Linked DNA regions of Sus scrofa: region 1 is linked to region 2. Evidence: chromatin contacts called from public Hi-C data. All regions are on one chromosome and are shown on one strand. Each heading gives the region's core, a stretch centred on a gene start, on an enhancer-like site or on the middle of the called end of the contact. The rest is flanking DNA. Distances are from core to core; before and after follow the strand shown. Region 1 holds the start of C17H20orf196. Region 2 holds the start of CDS2 (CDP-diacylglycerol synthase 2).

What was found. Hi-C and Micro-C count contacts between places; a contact is called where the count stands out from the background.
Region 1: a contact with region 2 is called in a Hi-C map of liver, with 3 times the contacts expected there. The contact joins the promoter of C17H20orf196 here to the promoter of CDS2 in region 2. A contact is called at or near these places in 1 of 5 promoter capture datasets (liver), 3 of 47 Hi-C or Micro-C datasets (heart right ventricle, liver and subcutaneous adipose tissue) and 1 of 2 datasets of contacts at active chromatin or transcription factors (alveolar macrophages).

Annotation. Positions count from the first base shown.
Region 1 is chr17:14,608,789-14,613,633 of Sscrofa11.1, forward strand. C17H20orf196 reads left to right here and starts at 1,935. Exons shown (of 3, transcript XM_021078198.1): 1 at 1,935-2,050. The coding sequence starts at 2,006.
Region 2 is chr17:14,147,847-14,153,065 of Sscrofa11.1, forward strand. It overlaps CDS2 (CDP-diacylglycerol synthase 2), which reads left to right and starts at 3,964. Exons shown (of 13, transcript NM_001166673.1): 1 at 3,964-4,020. The coding sequence starts at 3,964.

The DNA of each region.
Region 1 (4,845 bases), core at 685-3,184, 460 kb after region 2:
AACCCGCTAGAATTTAAGGGATGATGTATTAATCTTTGCTGACACTTGTAACTTCAATCAACTAAAGTTTGGACTCTGTTGACCTTTGCCCCAATTTTACGTGGAATCCTCTGCTCAAGCCCCTTCATGAATATGCATACACTGCTCAAGTCCCTTCATGAATAAGCACGTACCTTAGCTTAAAGATCCCCCAGTTTTGCAGGTCAAAGAGACACTGCTTTGGGAAAGATTCTGGTGTTCTCCTTACTTGCTGCAAATAATAAACCCTTCTTTCTTTCAATCTTTGGCTTGTATTATGGTTTGACACCCACTAAGAGGTGAACCCATTTTTCAGGTAACAGGACAGGGTGATTGGGAGGAGGGAGAGGGTGAGTTAAATGCACTGGAGGGTGTGTTAACTTGGACCTCAGGAGGAGCCTAGGCTTAGAGGTTTGGGAATCATCTGCGTAGAAGGGACAAGAAAAGAAGACGGAAGAACCCTGACAGAGGCCCACATTGAAGAGAAAGAAGAGCTTATAAAGGAGCTTGTAGATGAATTTTTGAGAGGAAAGAGAAAAATTAGAAGAAAGCGGTATCAGAGAAGCTCAGGGACAAGGGCTTTACAGAAGGAGGGAGTGATCAGCAATGTTCAGTGCCGTTGAGAACCAGGTGTATCCTCAGACAAACTCAAATTGAGGGACATTCTACTCATTACTGAACTGTACTCTTCAAAATGTCAGTGCCAAGAAATACAAAGAAAAATGGAGAAACAGAGACTAAGCAAGACTAAAGAGACAGGAAAACTGAGAATGCAGTGAATGATCGGAATTTTCTTTTGTTATTTTAAAGTCATTTTATTTTATTTTATTTTATTTTTTGTCTTTTTGTCTTTTTTAGGGCCACACCTGTGGCATATGGAGGTTCCCAGGCTAGGGGTCTAATTAGAGCTGTAGCCCCCAGCCTATGCCAGAACCACAGCAATGCCAGATCTGAGCCACGTGTCTGTGACCTACACCACAGCTCATGGCAACGCCAGATCCTCAGGGATCAGACCTGCAACCTCATGGTTCCTAGTCAGATTTGTTTCCACTGCACCAGGACGGGCTCTCCTAAAGTCATTCTAAATTGTTGTATAATCAGATAATTAATTTCATTCAATAACATTTGAGTTTATCATTTCTATTTTTTGTTGGGGGGGCATGCAGAAATTCCTGGGCCAGGGATTGAACCTGAGCCACAGCAATAACCTGAGCCACAGCAGTGACAATGGCTGATTCTTAATCTTTAGGCCACCAGGGAACTCCCTGGAAGAGTTTTTAATGAGATATATTACATAGAAAAAAGTGAAAATCAAAATTATACACTGATTATCAAAGCACAAAGCTGGAAGCAAAAGCTGAATTTATATTTACTGTGTTAGGTTTGTCTGAATGTGAAGGAACGTTTTACTTCTAATTGTATCTTTAAATTTGACTTCAAAACGTCACTATATCAGCCAGACTGTAGTATCTGGCAGGTAGTTCGCCGAACTTCAGCTAGTGTTATTTAAAATCTTCATCCTGAGCATAAGATTCCTAACTTATGGGGTTCTATACTAGTGTAGGCATCTATAGGAGGCTGTAGGTGTACAGTGCTTTTTCAAGAATATGATGAGATGGAAATAGTAACCCTCATTCGCTTATCTGTGGTCCTGACATTTTGGCGGTGTGCAGCAGTACCCGCCTGCAACATATTGAAATATTAACATTATCTTTTTAAATCTCTCTACTTTTCATGTTTTTCAAAGTGTAGATATTGAAGTTTTCAAAAATTTAAAATATTTTTCTTGTTCCCTTTAGCGTCTACCAAGCACACTCATCAATAAAACCTCTAGAAACTGCCGAAACTAGCCCTACGTGGAACGCATCATTGGCTATACCCATGCCCTCAGTCAAGATGGCCGCAACTCCCTCCCCTTGGTCTTTCCTGCCCTTAGCAAAGATGGTTCCAGCGACTTCCTTTCAACCTCGCTTTTCCCGTAATAAACATGGGGCCTCCGCTTCCGGTTGGAAGCCGCTGCTGTTTCGGGGTGGTGAGTGTCAGTGGGCCCTGGCGATTTTTCTAGGTCAGTTTTCGTTGCAGACGCTCGAGTGCCTTGAATTGGGGGAAAGGTAGGACTCTCCACGAGACTTCAGCCGTTCTTTCCAAACTGGGAAGTTATGGCTGCTTTCCTTGGCACATTCCCAAACTCCTCCCCTCCCATTACATGGGGCGTCTCAGCCACAGCTTTGGGGAAGTCCCAGAATTTGCGGGCCGTGTCTAGATGAGCTTTGGTTCTTCTTTTTAAAAAACAAACTTATTGAGATATAATTCACATATTATAATACAATTTGCATAAAGTATAAAAATTGGAAGTTCCTTGTGGCACAGCGGGTTACGGATCTGTCATTCTGCTCCTGTGTCGAAGGTCCCTATTGCAGTATGGGTTTGATCCCTGGCCTGGAACTTCCACTTGCTGTAGGTGTCAATTCAGTGGGTTTTCGTATATCCTCAGAATTGTGTTTCCATAACCAAAATCTAATTTTAGAATATTTCCATCAGCTCCAGGTGATGAAAACCCTGTACTCATTAGCAGTCACCCCCCCCCCCAACGAGGACCTCCCCAGTCCTAGGCAATTATTAGTCTACTTTTTGTCTCTATAGATTTGTCAGTTTGCGTATTTGATGTAAATGGAATCCTACAATAAGTGGTCTTTCTTGACTAAATTCTTTCACTAAGTAAAATGTTTTAAAAAGTTCTTGTGGCATGTATTGGAACTTAGTTCCTTTATTGCTGAAAAATATTCCTGGTTTTCATATACTACATTTTATTCAGCCATTCATCAGTTCATGGACATTTGGATTGTTTCCACTTTTTGGCTGCTGTGAACATTTGTATAAAGTTTGTGTGGACACATGTTTTTATTTCTCTTGAGCATGTACATATATCTACGAGAGGAGTTGCCAGATCCAGCTGTAACGCTGACCATTTGAGGAATTGCTAAACTGTTTTCCAAAGTACTTGAGCCATTTTACCTGTTTGCATATGGATATCCAGTTGTCTCAGCATTGAAAAGACCATTCTTACCGTGTGAAATTATCTCAGCACCTTGGGGAAAATAAATTGGCCATAAATGTAAGCTTTTACTTTTGGACTCTCAGTTTTATTCCATTAATCTATATGTCTATCCTTATTACAGTTCTACACAGCCATGATTCCTGAAGCTTGTGATTGGTTTTGAAATTAGAAAGAATGAGTACTCCAACTTTGTTCTTCTTTTTTAAGATTGTTTTGTCTGTGTGGATCCCTTGCATTTCCATACGAGTTTTTTAAGCAGTTTTGTCAGTATCTGCAATTTTAAAAAAAAGCCAACTTAGATTTTGACAAGAATTTCATTTGCCTGTACATCGATTTGGGCAATATTACCATTTAAAATAGTAAGTCTTCCAACCTATGGACTGAGGGAAAATATTTGCAAATGATATGACTGATAAGGGCTTAATTTCCAAAATTTATCAACAGCTCATATAAGTCAATAGCAAAAAAGAAAACAACCCAATAAAAAAAATGGACAGAAGACTTAAATAGATATTTCTCCAAAGAAGACTTACGGATAGCTAATAGGCACATGAAAAGATGTTTGTCATTGGTAATTGTTAGAGAAATGCAAATCACAACTTCAGTGAGGTACCACCTCACACCGGTCAGAATGGCCGTGGTTGGAAAGTCTGCAAATAAATGCTGGAGAGGGTGTGGAGAAAAGGGAATTCTACTACAGTGTTGGTGGGAATGTAAATGGTGGCAGCCACTATGAAAAACAGTATGAGGTTCCTTAAGAAACTAAAAATAGAGTAGCCATATGATCCAGCAGTCCCACTCCTGGGCATATATCCAGACAAACCATAATTCAAAAAGATAAATGCACCCTTATGTTAACAGCAGCACTATTTAAAATAGTCAAGACATGGAAACAATCTAAATGTCCATCAACACATGAATGGATTAGGAAGATGTGATGTATACCATGAATTATTACTCAGCTGTGAAAAATAACGACGTAATATGCCATTTGCAGCAACATAGATGGACATAGAGATCATCATATTAACCAGAGTAAGTCAAAGACAAATATCATATATCGCTTATATGTGAAATCCAAAATAACACACAAATGAATATGTCTGTGAAATAGAAACAGATTCGCAGATAGAGAGAATAGACTTGTGGTTGCCAAGGGGATGGGGTGGGGCAAGAAAGGATTGGGAGTTGGGAATTAGCAGATGCAAACTATTGCATATAGGATGGATAAAAAGCCAAGGTCCTACTGTATAGCACAGGGAGTTATCTTCAATATCTTGTGATAAACCATAATAAAAAGTGTGTGTGTGTATATATTCAGTTATATATATAAACTGAATTACTTTGCTATACAGAAGAAATTAACACATTATAAATCAACTCTACCTCAATAAAATTTAAAAATAAATGAGATAGTAAGTCTTCCATTCCGTGAATATAGAGTGTCTTTCCACTCATTTAGATCTTTAGTTTCTTTAAACATTTTTAGATAGTTTTCAGTGTACATGCCCTACACATTTTTTATTAAATGTATATACTTAAGTATTCTTTTTGATACTATTATAAATGAAATTAATGTTATTCTTAATTTCATGATCAGATTACTACTAGTATATATAAATGCAAATGATTTTTCTGTGTTGATATTATATCCTGCAACCTTGTCAACTTTTTAAATTTTTCTAATAGTTTTTTAAGTGGACTTTTTGGGACTTCCTATATATAACATCATGTCTTCTGCTAATATAAATAGTTTTACTTATCTCTTT
Region 2 (5,219 bases), core at 2,714-5,213:
AAAGGGAACTCTGTGCATCTAAACAGAAAGCCAGAGGTCTCTGGCTTCCAGTGCTGAAGGTCCAGTCTTAGTAAATGTATGAAAAATGGTTAGGAATATTAATAAGCAAAGGAATATAAAGGGAGATAGAATTTTAACCTACTAAATAAATTAAAATGGTATTAACACCTACTTCTTAGGAAGGATGTAAGCAGTAGGCACTTTCATGAACTGAAGATTCATGAACTAATTTTTCATGAACTAATTTTTTTGGTGGGAATTTGGAAATGTGTATGCAAAGCCTAGAATTTTATTCTTTGACAAAAAAATTCAACACATTTTTTTTTTTTTTGTCTTTTTAGGGCTGCACCCACTGCATATGGAGGTTCCCAGGCTGGGGGTCAAATAGGAGCTGTAGCTGCTGGCCCATGCCACAGTCACAGCTACGTGGGATCTGAGCCGCGTCTACAACCTACACCACAGCTCAAGGCAACACTGGATCCTTAACCCACCTAGCAAGGCCAGGTGTGAATCCGTGTTTTCATGGGTACTAGTTGGATTCGTTTCCAGTGAGCCACTATGGGAACTCTGGATTTTTTTCCTAGAGAAATAATCAGAGGTATTTACCAAGATAAGTCTTGTTTAAGAATGTTTCTTATAGAATTATTAACAATTCCTCTGAAATTGGAAATAATCTTGAGGTCTAGCAATACGGTCTTTGTTAGGTAAATTGTGGTAAAAAATCTATAAGACGAAATGTTATACAGCCTTTCAAGTACCATTCTCAAAGGGCATTTAATGTTAAAAAGTTGGGTTATGAAGTAGTATAAACAAGAATCCCAATTTTCTAAAATTATTATATCTGAGTGTATGGTACACATAAAATAGAATAAAAGGCAATGATATACATATTAACAGTATATTCTGCATTTCCAACACTTTCTTTATCAAGCATATATTGTTGATCAGAAAATGTTGGAGTTCCCGTCGTGGCGCAGTGGTTAACAAATCCGACTAGGAACCATGAGGTTGCGGGTTCGATCCCTGCCCTTGCTCAGTGGGTTAACGATCCGGCGTTGCCGTGAGCTGTGGTGTAGGTTGCAGACGCGGCTCGGATCCCGCGTTGCTGTGGCTGTGGCGTAGGCTAGTGGCTACAGCTCCAATTCGACCCCTAGCCTGGGAACCTCCATATGCCGCGGGAGCGGCCCAAGAAATAGCAAAAAGACAAAAAAAAAAAAAAAAAAAAAGAAAATGTTACTGCGTGTTGGGAAACATAAATGCTATAAACTCTTTAATATATTTTTTGGAAAATTTCTTTGCAAGGAGATATATTAAAGTGAGTCTCAATCCTAGCTGCACATGACTATCCTGGGGAGCTTAAACCAAAACAAAAAAACCTGTTTCCTCTAATGGCCATCTTTAGAGGTTCTTATTTAGTTGGTCTAGGATGGGTCCTCCATTGGAAGTTTTAGAAGCTTCCCAGTGAATTCTAATAAATAGTCAGGACAGAAAAGCACTGTTTTGGCATGTGTGATCAATTGATGAATATTTTTTCTTAAAGCCACCTGCGCCTCCATGTAGATTATTAGTTTGAAAAAGTAAGCCCTGTGGTTTGCCAGAGAAAAGACTGAAATTTTAGTTTAGATGGTCTGTGTGTATAACAGGTCTACAAGTGTGTGGGAGTGCAGGTTTTGCAATTTATTTTTTCTTTTTTGGTCACACCTGCAGCATGTGAAATTTCTTGTGTTAGGGATTGAATCTGAGCAGTACCTGTAACCCACGCAGCTGTGGCAACTCGAGATCAGGCTGGAGATAGAACTCGCTGTTGCAGAGACAACACTGGATCCTTAACACCACTGCATCACTGTGGGAACTCCTACATTTTTTAAACTTTAAGAAATGAGACAATTCTGCATAGCCCATTCTCAATTCCATTTTGCATGTCATCTCATTAAACTGAATTAGAAGTTTTAGCTATCTGAGAACACTTAGACTAAGCACTAGAAAGGCAATATGTAGGATGAGAAAAAGCAGATCAAGAAAATTTTAAAAAGAATGTATTGTTCCAAGAATTCTTCCCCTCTAAGAGAGGAAAAACACTATTCAGGGAACCAAAGAAATTTCTGGTCACTTGTACCAATGCAGTTTTCAAATAAAGAAGAAGGTGGGAGGTTTTTAAATTATTATTATAGAATGATAATAATTACGGCAATATTTGCCCACATGCTGAGCTTGCAGTCAGCCTGCACGCTCCAGGGACTAAAATTCTTATGTCTATTACCTGCACTAATTTAAAAATAGTGGAAGGAATGCAAGGAAAGCACCATATACAAGACATGTCACAAGCCTGGGAGAAATGACCCTAGAGGGAAGAGCTATTATGAGGAATAGAAGACAAAAATCAGGGGTAGAGGAGGAGGTGTAAGATAATGTAAAAGAACAAAATCCTCTTTCTGGCTGGAGGCATGTGTGGGGGATATTTTACTTTTAATTTCTGTCTGTATTTGAGGGAGAGGCTCTAAAGCTTTTACTTCCAGAAGTCTGAACACCTGATCCCTGTTTACTACAGTAGTGACTTCAGAATTGTACCTGGCCTGAGCTCCATTAGCTCGTGAGGGCTGAGTGCAATGGATAAAAGGTTTGGGCCAAACTGTAGGGAGTTATAAACCCTGGTAGTTAAACTGTGCTTTCTGAATATACTTTCATAGAAGACAAGAAAATACAATGCCCTTGTCAGAATTCTCACTAATTTCCCAAACCCCACGGCGCACGTCAAAATTGTCAATACAAAATTGCAGCTCCCGTGTGTGCATATTTCTCTCTTCAACAACAATATGCTTAAGGGAAGAGACCCCATTTTAAAGTTGTTTTATATCATTTACAAGGCAGTAAACAGAAACCGCTGAAGGCAATGCTTGAGTAACAGATATTAACAATGAATTTAGGAAGGGCAGGAATCAGTACAGTGGTTAGAGTAGGCGCAAACAAATCTGTGTTCTGATTCTCAGTGGACACTTTTTAGCCATGAGACCTTGGCTAAATCATTTTCCTTTAGGAGAAACTTTAAATCTATTGAACAGGTATGTCAGGTACATAGGGGATCAGGATGTGAACAAAGTAGTCAGTATTCCTGTCCAAAAAAGGTCTTTCAATAGTACAGATGACAGAAAAGAAATCTGAATAATTGTGAAGTCTTATCTATAAAATGGAAATCATATCCACTTCCAAGTGTTGTGCAGATTAAATGGGATAAATTAAAAAGATCACATAGTATAATGCCCAGCATATAATTAACGCTCAGTAAGTGGTAGAAGATAATTTGGCAAGGCGAGGCAGGTTAAAGTTTGGCTTGAGCTCCTTCTCTAACACAGGTGGATTTCCCAGGCTTTTCCCCTCAGGTCCTAACTACTTAACTGTGCAAGGGAAGAGCCCCGGCTACAGAGGACAGGGAGCCGAGGTGAGCAAGCACAAGACAGGCTGGAGCCTGGGAGCTGCCACCCACGGCCCCTAGCTATCTGTTACCTCTAGGACCTAGGGTACCAGCTCTTGAGCTCCCATTGGCTAGTCTCTCTCGGACGCGCACGCCTTTCCACGCCCCGTCATGTTGCTATCCAGGGCACGCCCCCTCCATCCCGCTCTGCTTGCCCCGCCCCCAGCGCCCCTCCTCTCTGACGGGTTCGCGCCATTGGTGGATCTCTGTGGCCATGATGGCGGCGGTGCGCCTGCGCGCTGGTTCCGGGGCCCTCCCGAGAGAAGGAGCTAGCGGGCCAGGGCTGAGGAGGCTGATTGCGCTCAGCCCGGGTGAAAGGGCGGCTGCAGCACCGGGCGGGGCCGAGTTCCAGGACTGCAGGCCGGGCTGCCGTGGGGCCTGGGAGCCGCTGCGGAGCCGCGCGCTGCTCAGCCGAGGCGGGGCTGGAGCGCTGAGCTGCCGGCCCCAGCGGCTGCGGTACTCGCTCGCGGCGACCTAGCACCGGTGTCTCCAGCATGACGGAACTAAGGCAGAGGGTGGTCCACGACCCGGACGCACCGCCCGAGGACAAGGTAGCGGCAGCTTGGGCATCGGGTGGGCGCGGCTGGGCAGCGGCGTCCCCCGGAGGTCCGTGAGGGGAGCGCGCAGAGGGGTCATCTCTCCATCTGACTCTTTGGAGCGGCCGCCGGCGCCCCCTGGCCTGGTCGGCGCGGAGGGTCCTCGGTTGCGGAGCCCCGCTGTGCGCGCGCCAGGGTTCAGCAGGTCGGGGTCCCGGGGACCTGGCTCTGGAGTCCGGTTGGGGGTAGTATCTCTGGGGCGCGGGAAGGAGCGCGCGAGGGGTTGCGCACGTCCACCTGCCTCCCAGGGCTGGTGAGGGTACCCCACCAGCCCTCCACCTCCCCAAGGCCTTCCTGGGTGTGAAGACGTGGAGACCCCGCAAAGACTCCTCTGAGCGTGACCTCTGCTCTCCATTAAAATGTTTCTTGGATGTGGGGGGGGGTGTATCAAGACAAGGCCATGGGATTTGCTTGTTCGGAAGTTTGGATCCCTTCTGTTAGCTTTAGGTTAAATCTCTTGATTTTAAGCAGAGACGTTTCTTTAACTCGTGTGTATTTTCCCAATAGAAGGCTTGTATCTTGCTTCAAATGTGGGCGTTGATGGGGTAGAAGAGGAGGGTAGAAAAGAGGCCATCTTGGCAGGGACATAGCTGGGTGAGGGATGAGGGGCTAGACTCCTTTGATTGAAGTAAAAGGTAGGGGACTTGAGAAAGGTGAGTGGTTGTTACTTTGGACGTTGAATGACAGTATAAACTTCGTGGTAGTATTTCCAGCCTGGAGTTAGCAGTGATCAGGAGCAGTGCTTTTGGTAAATTGATCTGACAGTGATGTGTAGAGTGGACTGAGGGAGCGTGGACCAGAATGAGAGAGACTGGTTAACTCACAGGTTGCCAACTGGTGACCTACAGATGTTTTCTTTGGTCCCTATGTTGCATTAAACACCAGAGCGTTTCTCCCAACAATCCGAATTTATTCCTTGTCTTGGATAATTGGAAGATCTGCCATCACATTTCCACCTGAATTATTTGGCTGGGACAGCTGTTCCCACCCATCCTTGTTGCCCTACACCCGGCGTATAGTACCATTCCTGAGCTTTTTGTTTTTGATAACTGGAGGAAAGGAACACTAGGGAGATGGCAGGAAGGAAGAAAAGCACAAGATTTAGTGTCGGGGTGTCAAGAGAGCAATTACACTGGAAGGACTGTTTTGGGTGA